Regions from separate parts of the Rattus norvegicus genome. Here all the other regions are linked to region 1. A link is a contact called in public Hi-C data. All regions are on one chromosome and are shown on one strand. Each heading gives the region's core, a stretch centred on a gene start, on an enhancer-like site or on the middle of the called end of the contact. The rest is flanking DNA. Distances are from core to core; before and after follow the strand shown.

Region 1 (3,117 bases), core at 549-3,048:
GAGTGTAGCATATATTCTTAACCTCTGAGGTGTCTCTCCAGCCCTCCTAGTTTCTTTTTGCTTTATCAATTTCTATGTGCTAATCCCAGCATTCTGTTCTCTCAAATGGACCCATAGGACATGATTTATGTTTTCTATTCACGTTCCTCCGACCGGGCGAGTTTCCTTCTTAAAGTGCACTTCCCGTCGGCCTGTTTGTTGTCTTCTGGGTGGTTTCCTTAGTGGTTCTCAGGGTGGGAGACACACTTTGGCAATACTCTCATTTCCATTCCTCCCGTTTGTCTCTCCTCACTAGCATGATGCTGGTGGGCACCAGCTGTCCTTATTCATATTATCCACAACCTGAGAAAGAAGCATCTCAGGGGCACAGCCCCCAATGGTGTACAAGTCTCCATCCCTTCCCTGAGGCTAGTGTTTCAAACAGCAGGAAAGAAGAGCTTCTGGGAAGATGGTCTTATCCATGCCATCCTGTCTTCCTGAGCCTAGCAACTTCTAGGGTCGGCAAGTGTGCAGGTGGAATCTGGTTAATCCTCTTTTTACACATCGCTCTGTAGGTTGGGCCATCCTGTGTCTTCCAGGAAGTTGAATGTGTGATTCGTGGGCGAAGAGCATAAGAGGAAGAAACTGCACCGGGGTCACATGCTTGGCTCCCCCTACACTTCCCAGAAGATTCCTGTCTTCTTCTAGATGAGTCTGTCTTTCATTTTCTGTGAACCAGGATCTAAGCTCCCGGAAGACCTGAGGTCAGACTCTAACAAAGGCAGAAGTGAAACTGCGGGAGAGAGGCAGTGTGTGAGTGCATGGACACAGCCATATTCAAAGGGGCTGGGAATAGACATCCCTGGGGGTTCCATGAAAATTAACTGAAGCAGCATTCGTGACAATAAACACATGCCATGTTGTGCATTCTTTAAAATGTCACCACTTTATCCAGCTACTAGAAAACATCTTTCCCGGCTTCCCCGGGGACATACTTGACCCAACTTGCTGGCTCTTTCAGGGGATGTTCTAAGAACTTACATGCAGGGATTTAACACCTACTTAGCCAAAAGCCAGCCGTCTTCTCAAAGCTGAATTGGCAAATCTGGGACAGGAAACCACTAAAGGATAAACAGGCATTTTCCTATAGCCATGGAAGCTAACTGCGCAGGCGCAAGCACTCTAACGCCAGGCATGCCTTCTGCCTTTGCTGCTGTTCTTTTTGTTAAACCGGAGATCACTGAGCACTTTTCCAAAAGTGGACAAGGTCCTAAGGTAAGATTTCTGGTTTGGTGGGGGAGGGGGTTCACAGTCACTGTGAACCTTTTCTCTCCTCCTCCCTGTCAGTGTAGAGTTCCACAAGCGGCAAACTGGCCCATCAAGCTAATAATAGGAAAACCATTTTCTGACTTCCTTCCTCTAATTTGCTCACCATCCACCCTCCTCACTCATACCCCAGCCCATCTTAGTCGTCAGAGCTTGCCTCTGGCTCTCTACACCAGGAATGACTGCATCTGAGTGAAAAGAGGAGACGGATAAAATATTACCCTAACCTCAACCGCATGAGTAAAGCCCTTATTAGAATTCGGAGCCTACAGCTGGAACCTCCAGCATGGGACAGGAGATAAAGTTCCGCATTGTTAGCTTACAAGTGCCTTGGACTTCCTGGCAAGGGCAGGGAATTCCTCAGTCATTTATGCAAGCTTTCAGAAACGCTCCACTGTTCCCCAACAAAAAAGCATTCACGGTGAGAGTGGGGGCTCCCCCACCAGACCTGGAGAGTGGCTTTGGGGCCTTGAATGGACGCTTCTCGTCCGGTGTCAATGGCCCCTGTGGGAAAGACAGTGATGTCACCGCAAATGCATTTGGGGTTTTGCTAGGCCGTCTTTACTTGCTACCCACTTCCTCCGATGTTTCTTGACTCTCTCTCTCTCTCTCTCTCTCTCTCTCTCTCTCTCTCTCTCTCTCTCCCTCCCTCCCTCCCTCCCTCCTTCCCTCCCCCCTCCGTCCCTTCCTCCTTTTTTCAGCTTCTTTGAGGCCAGTACTTCCCCACCAGTGAAGCTCAGATCCAAAGGCCCACATCAGTTGCTATGGCAATGCCTGCCTCCTACACTTTCTTTTCTCTTTTCTTTCTTTCTTTCTTTCTTTCTTTCTTTCTTTCTTTCTTTCTTTTTTTCATAAAAAGTAAAAGAGGCTTGAAAGAGAGGGCAAGAATGAGAGGAGAACAGAGCCAGTTTGGCCCTCCTCGGTGTCCATGCTGGTTGAGAAAAGACAGAAGCAAATGAGGGGTAAAAACAACGGAACCCACAAGTGGGAGCAAGCAGAGGCCTTTTAGGAGCAAAATGTACTCCTTCACTTGCTTCAAAACCATCCAGACCTCTGCTTGTGGCAGCACAAGAGATGGGTGAGCCAACGGACAGCAGAAGAGTAAAGAAATTTCCACAGGAGCTCAGGTCCTACTTGCAAACCCACACCCAATCCCAACATTTAGAGGCAGCTCCTTTAGAACTCGGCCCTATCCTCAGAATGGAAGAAGAGAGGAAAACGTCAAAGGGGCTTTAATCTCTGTGAAGAGAGAACACATACCCTCATGTCCTAGCATGTCCAGATCCCAACTTCTACCGGAACCTGGCTGCAGAAACCAGTTCCAATGGTTTCAGCTGTGTCTCCTCAGCCATTGCTATAAAGATGGCGTCATCAGACATCCCAGGATTCCTTCCCTCCTGAAAGAACAGAAACGTGTCATTTCTGGTATGTCTCCCCTACATTCCTCAAAAGTTGGACAAAGCAGTGTGACTCACTGTTAATTCTGTCAAAGCAGAGGTGTCAGGTGAGAAGCCAGACTGTTTACTGTGCGTACCCTGATCCACATGGTCCAGTCTGCTTTGCAGGGCCCTTTTTTGCTGTCACCTGCCACCTGATCTACCTCCTGAGTCTTGGGTCATGGGCAGTGATCCTTTCCCTTCATACTTCCCAAAAAGCTAGTCAGCTGTGGAGCAAGCATCCTGTCTCCATAGGGTGGCCCAGACACCTGTGTCCTTGAAAGGTTCAACTACTGAATGCAAAGCACAAAATACCCCAGAAGGCAACAGCCTGTCTGGAGGTGCCACTAACTAGAAATTATTGGAAAGGAAGAAA
Region 2 (3,485 bases), core at 181-2,680, 340 kb after region 1:
TATCCCTATAGATGTGCCATACTTTCTGGTTATTGTAACTAACCAAGAAATAGCTAGAAATAATCTCTCCACAAGATTAAGCTACTGATGAATGGTTGTGCCTAGGTAGAACCCACACACCGACCTTCAAATTCAACCACATTTCCCCAAGCTAGAGGAAATGCAAGTTTTAAAAATTGTTTTATTTATTTACATTCCAAATGTTGTCCCCTGCCCCTTCCCATCTGCCCTCCAAGAGTTCTTCACTCCATCTCTCCTCCTCTTTGCCTCTGAGAGGTTTTTTCCTCCACTCACCCATCCATCCACGTCCTGCATCCCCCTTCCCTGGAGCATCAAATCTCTACAGGACTAGGTGCATCCGCTCCCGTCAAGACCAAACAAGGCAGTTCTCTGTTACATACGTGTCCAGGGCCTCAGACCAGCACATGTATGCTCTTTGGTTGGTAGCTTCAGCTCTGGGAGTTCCCAGGGGTCTGGGTCAGTTGACACTATTGGTCTTCCTATGGGGTTGCCATCCCCTTCAGCTCCTTCAGTCCTTCCCCTATCTCTTCTTTAGAGGTCTCCAACCTCAGTCCAATGGTTGGCTATAAGTATCTACATCTGTCTCTGTCAGCTGCTGGTAGAGCCTCTCAGGGGACAGCCATGCTAGGCTCCTGTCTGCAAGCACAACATAGTATCAGTAATAGTGTTAGGGTTTGAATGTGTCAGTGCCCATGGGATGGATCCCAGGTTGGGCCAGTTACTGGATAGCCTTTATTTCAATCTTTGCTCCATTTTTGTCCCAGCATAAGAAGTTTAACAAGAAGGAAGGCCCAAGTAAAAATGCTTCAATCCCAATTAGAAAGGGGGGGATAATTACCAGAGAAAGAGAGAAAGGGACCTGGGTGGGAGAAGGGAAGGGGAGGGGGAGGGGCAGAATCAAGTATGGGGAAGAAAGGAGAGAAGCCCAGAGGTCCAGGAGAATGAGTAGAAATATGTAAGTATGAGGTATGGGGGTCAAGGGGAACCTCTAGAAAGTCCCAGAGACCTGGGATATGAGTGACTCCCAGGACTCAATGGTGACGATCTTAGCTGAAATGCTCAATAATGTGGAGACAGAACCTGAAGGGACCACCTCCAGTAATAGACAGAACCCCCAGTGGAGGGATGGGGTCACCAAACTATCTTCAAAATTTTTGACCCAGAATTGTTCCTATCTAAAAGGGAAATGCAAAGATTAAAGGCTGTTTTAAAAAATTAACAGAGGAAGTAATGGTTTTTGTTCATCCTCTCCCTGTAACTTCTTTCCTTCCAGACCTGGCTCACTGGGCTCCCTCCTGTGCCAGTAATCATCCAGTAACACTTTCATATCATAGGTATTGTATTAACCCCCACCCCAATCAAAGACCCTTTTGTTCCCTGCCATGGTTTCCAGTGTAGCTTTGTGACCTATACCCACACTCCCCCACACAGCCAGTTTTCAATCAGAAGCACAACCATTGTTGGTGAAGAATAATAATGCTGAATCAATGGGTCCCACAAAGGTCACCAGTTAGCTACCACAGTCCTAATATTCCCTAGCTCTGTTCTCCAAAAGCTTACCAAAAACACTCACTAACTTATTCAAAGAAGAGCAAAGTTCCTGACCAAGAAAGTGAGCAGGAGGTCCCTGTCCTGTCAATTCCCAGCACCCTCAAACAAGGGCACAAGGCATGAGCCAGTGTAGAGCGCAGCTGTAAGGGAGGGTGTGAGAGGTCAGACTCTACTGTCCACTGAGAAAGGAAAGGATTACCTGATACACAGAAGAGCATCAGTTTGGTGGCTGGGAGATCATCTGTTTGGTCTGGCATAGCTGTTGAACAGTCCTGAGTCTTGAGGTATGAAGTAACAAGCAGACCCTTGAATGCAGGAAAGACCCTATAAAGAAGACTAGTGAGGGTAGAAGGCAAACAGCAGATTACAGAGTGGTACCATGAAAGGTCTTGTCAACATTTCCTCAGGGAAACCTGATGCTCATAGGATGAACTCAGTGAGAGGAAGGTTACAAAGAAGAATGTGTAGAGTGTGGGGTGGCCATGCTCACAGAGATCCACAGCAAATCCCTTTGGGCTAGAAACCCAGTCCAATGGGAGTATCCAGGATGATCCCCTTTAGGAATACTTGTGAAGGTCTTTAATTATCCTATACAAAACCCTTGGCCTGTGTTTGATTGACAGGGACAGAAGCCTCATCATGTTACCACATTATTGTTGTTTTAGTCTCAGTAACTATAGGCACCAGACTGACTGAGTCTAAACTCTAAACTGTTAGAAAATATTAGTATGACACGAGCCCTGTGTCAGTGAGTAAGCTAAGTAGCTGCTGAGTACCTTGGTGGCCTAGTTTTATTTTTTGTTGCTGTGATAAAACACCCTGACAAAAAATCAACATGAGGGTGGAAAGGCTTATTCTGCTTACAATTCCAGGTGACAGTCCATCATTGTGGAGGAGTCACAATGGCAGGAGCTTGAAGCAGATGATTGCATAACATATATCCTGCCTGCTTGCTTATACTCAGAAAGTTTTCTTCACTCTTTCAGTGCCTAGCCTAGGGAATGGTAGCACCCACAGTTGGCAGAATTTCCTACATCAATTAACAGTCAAGGCAATCTTCCGTAGACATGTCCACAAGCCAACTGAATCCAGACATTTCCCCAATTGAAACTCTCTCCCCAGCTGATGGTAGGTTAGGTCAAGTTGACCTAAGCAGAACATTGGTGTCTATAAAGATGCAGTGGCAATAATGATACTTATCTCCAAAGACACTTCTTTAGAGAAACGTGGGAAGGACTAAAGTCAGTAATGAATATAAAATGCTCAAAATGACATGGAAGTGTAATGAGTAGTAGAAGGTGTTATCTATCACCACTATTGTGGTACTGGTTGTGCTCGTGATTGGGATGGGAATGGGGGACCTGGGTGAGTCCTTGAGGTTCCTAAGTCTTTAAGTTAGCCAGTCAGTGGCAGAGCCAGGAATTAAGACTCTGAATCCAGTACTTGAATGAGCACTTATTTAGCACTTATTGTTCATGGCAGCATGGGGATTTAAAGTGTAAACACGATTTCTGTTCAGGTAGAAAATATGAGCACACAGAGATAGTGTATTAAATGAGAGCAATACAACATCATTGATTAAAGTGTAGGTGGACCAGGAATGTTGATATCTTCCTGGCATCCCAACTACTCTGGAGACTGAGACAGGAGAATGTTAAGCCCAAGAATTCAAAGCTAGTCTGAGCAACACATTAAAATCCCCATCTTGAGAAGGGAAGGAAGGGGAAGGGAGGGGAAGAAGGGGGGAAAGAGAGAGGAAGAGGAAGACCAAGGGAAGGGGTGCGGGAAGGGGAGGGGAAAGAGAAGAGGGGAGGAGGAAGAAGAAAAGGAAGGGGAGGGGAGAGGATGGGGAAGGGGAAGGGGAAAGGGAAGAGAAGGGGGGAAGGAAAGGCTTGTGAAGAAAAGGGAGGTGG
Region 3 (3,016 bases), core at 16-2,515, 420 kb after region 1:
CCAGCAATTAAAAGCATTAGCTGACCTTCCATAGGCCCCAGGTTCAATTCTAGGCAACTCATGTGGTGACTCACAGCGATTTGCAACTCCACTTCCGAGGCATCCACTGTCCTCTTCCGGCCTCTGTGAGCGCTGCACACATGTGGTGCTCAGGCCCACATACAGGCAGGTAAATACCCATACGTGTACAGGAACTTTGAAAAGAAATAAATTGCATGTTATGTCTCCTAGATAAGTGTGGGAATCCTTACCATTCATTTAATTTACTCAATTAGTTCACTAAGCTTTAGCCCGGCCTTACAGCCACACAGCACTAAGGAAAAGCGAGCAAACGCCTGGTGTCGGGTGCTTCCTGCCTGCCTAGCCTGGTATTTATGCATCAATTCTCAGAGGCAGGTCACTCTTCAAACACTGGCTCCGTGTCTCATTAATGCGTTTTCTCTAGGTAGCTCTGCAGGGAGTGCTGGGAGCCCAGGCCACCCACCCTCTGTTTGAGCCAACTCCCTGCAAGAAGAACAAACTGTTAGCGGGGCCCAGAGAAAACAGCAGAAGTGTTTTGGCTCCTGCTGAAATGCTAACATAGACATAGAGCTGCCAGAATATGGCCCAGAAGCCTCAAAGGCAAAAGTCACTACAGATCCATGTTTGTGTGCCCACCTGTCCAAGACTCCTCCCTGTTAAACTGTAAGCAACGTTATCTGGGATACACACTGGGCTAGGCTGGGCCTGAGGGCACGGAGGGAAGGGAAGTGTGATCAGTGACAAAGAGCTGGCATAGGCTTCCTCGAGCCTCCGGAGGATATCATGTGCTGCGTAGCACTTCAGAGGTTAAAGGACTATAGACAGGAGAACTCTAAGTTCTCGGTCTCCGCATGACTGTTCATCAGAAGAGCAAACAGATGTTCCCTCTTCATCCAGCTTCATGCAAGGTCCTTCATGCATCATCCTTTGGGAAAACTGATGCAAGTTGTATGTTAAGAGGGTAACTTCCAGTTTACTGTGGGCTCACAGGGTTGTGCACACCAGCTAGGGGATGTACATGGGGCTCTGACCAGACCTAATTAACTAGTATTCATGAGGATCTGCGGGTAGAACTACTGATATTTCTATGATGCTCACAGAACCATGGGCATAGACACACACGGGCTGCAAACACAGCCACATGCATGTGGCCCAAGGTGGCCCAGGCTCCTCAGCCCTTCTCCTGCTCCCAGTTTCTCACTGTCACCCTCCCTCCTGGCAGCAGGATCTCCACAGAGGCTGCCTGCCCATCTCTGCACCAGTGGATTGGACAATGAACTGGCGTTCTCTAAGCAGTCTCTGCTCCACCCTTGATTAGACACTATCTTTAATTAAAACGCCCCATCAGAACTCGGAGCCAATTTCATCCTGGCTCTCCTAAGTGCTTTGTACAAAACATTAACTCTGGAGTCTCATTACACACTTTCAACCCCTGTGACAAACATAAATGATAATTCAGCTCTAATGCTTTCTTGAGCAAGCCATATTTTCAGAGGCTCACGGATAACAGGAATACACTGGGGGGAGCACAGAAATGTCGAATCTCTCTCCCTCTCTCTCTCTTCCTCTCTCTCTCTCCCCCTCTCTCCCTCCCTCTCTCTCTCCTCTCTCTCTCCCTCTCTCCCTCCCTCTCTCTCTCCTCTCTCTCTCTCCCTCTCTCTCTGTCTCTCTCTCTCTTTCTCCCTCTCTCTCTCTTTCTCTCTTCCTCTCTCTCTCTCTCTCTCTCTCTTCCTCTCTCTCTCCCCCCCTCTCCCTCCCTCTCTCTCTCTCTCTCCCTCTCTCTCTCTCCTCTCTGAGCTGTTGCTACAGTGGTCTCATCACCAAGTATGCATCTTACTGGCCCCAGATGATGCTCAGAAGGCAGCTAGAACTCTACTTCAATGAAGTTCTTCAACTTTGAAGACTTGGGTGCCAACAGAATGTTGGAAGGCAACAGTCATCTGGGCAAGTGATGGAAGCCTGAGAGATGCTTGGCTTCCTTCACTCAGAGGCACGTCCTGCCCTGGAGCGCACTGTGTTGTTGGAGACTGGGAAGAATTGGCAACTTCTTAGCCTGTGGACTTGATAACAGGTCTTAGAAGGCCTATGGCTCTATGGCTTAAAGGTTGATATTGTCATTGAATCTGATGATCATACCCTACTAGCTACATGCTTGATGTCACTGGTCATACCCATGCCTCCTCCTCATTAAGACTGGAAAGCATTGTTCACAATACATGTTCCCCTTCTCTCCAAGGCATGATGAGGGAACCAACTGTGAGCACCTGATTCCACCTAAGAGCACTACCCTTCCATTTCGCTATAACCTGAGAATCAAATGCTGAACAGGCATGCTCTGTGTTAATCACATGCTCACAGCCATATCAGAGCCAGACAGAAAATGAGGAGGCTGACGGGGAAAGAACGGGCCAGGATAAAGCCAAAATTGCTACTGAGAAAACCCCAAGAAGAGTAGAGGCTGGGGGCCCTGCAGGAAGCTGGCACAGTGAGAAGCTGTACTCCACATAAGGCCAAATTAAATGATGTCTTTTATAAAATTGCTTTGGTCATGGTGTTTTATCACAGCAATTGGAAAGTAAGATTCTCCTCACATTGTTTTTGGTCAGGGTGTTTCATCAGCACAGAATGAAACTAGAACAAAGGTCAAACAGAAAACAACAACAACGGAATGATGGTTGGGAACTGTGAATAAAACATGAGAGATCCTTAAATCTCTGTGGCCCTGTTAGTTCTCATCCATGACAAAAACTGAACTTCTGATACTAAAGAAAGAAGGGTAGCAACAGGAAAGCCTGCCCTTCCAGGAACAAAGCACGGACCTGTTACCTAGGAAGACACCGATCCGCCTGTCATCTGGATCTCACTTAGAGAGCTCTATTTCATGCTACAGAGTGGTGCTATTCAGTTTCTTCCCCAGGGTGAGAGAAATGGGGCAACCATTCTACAGACACTCATAAGCAGCAGCCAAACTTTCATGGAGAGCCACCACGCAGAC

What was found. A called contact is a pair of places that touch in the nucleus more often than the background predicts.
Region 2: a Hi-C map of Schwann cells shows a contact between it and region 1, with 5 times the contacts expected there. The contact joins two enhancer-like sites. A contact is called at or near these places in 1 of 12 Hi-C or Micro-C datasets (Schwann cells) and 1 of 1 datasets of contacts at active chromatin or transcription factors (oligodendrocytes).
Region 3: a contact with region 1 is called in a Hi-C map of Schwann cells, with 5 times the contacts expected there. The contact joins two enhancer-like sites. A contact is called at or near these places in 2 of 12 Hi-C or Micro-C datasets (the A7r5 cell line and Schwann cells) and 1 of 1 datasets of contacts at active chromatin or transcription factors (oligodendrocytes).

The regions. Positions count from the first base shown.
Region 1 is chr1:53,479,627-53,482,743 of GRCr8, reverse strand. No RefSeq gene overlaps it. Among named protein-coding and RNA genes, the nearest start is that of Pabpc6, 110 kb to the left of the region's middle. Within about 2 kb of position 1,798, at least 52 of the 93 cell types and tissues checked have an H3K27ac peak or open chromatin away from gene starts, as enhancers often do. A contact at or near this core is called in Schwann cells, where this site is marked.
Region 2 is chr1:53,139,231-53,142,715 of GRCr8, reverse strand. No RefSeq gene overlaps it. Among named protein-coding and RNA genes, the nearest start is that of Qki, 210 kb to the right of the region's middle. Within about 2 kb of position 1,430, at least 1 of the 93 cell types and tissues checked has an H3K27ac peak or open chromatin away from gene starts, as enhancers often do. A contact at or near this core is called in Schwann cells, where this site is marked.
Region 3 is chr1:53,060,295-53,063,310 of GRCr8, reverse strand. No RefSeq gene overlaps it. Among named protein-coding and RNA genes, the nearest start is that of Qki, 130 kb to the right of the region's middle. Within about 2 kb of position 1,265, at least 3 of the 93 cell types and tissues checked have an H3K27ac peak or open chromatin away from gene starts, as enhancers often do. A contact at or near this core is called in Schwann cells, where this site is marked.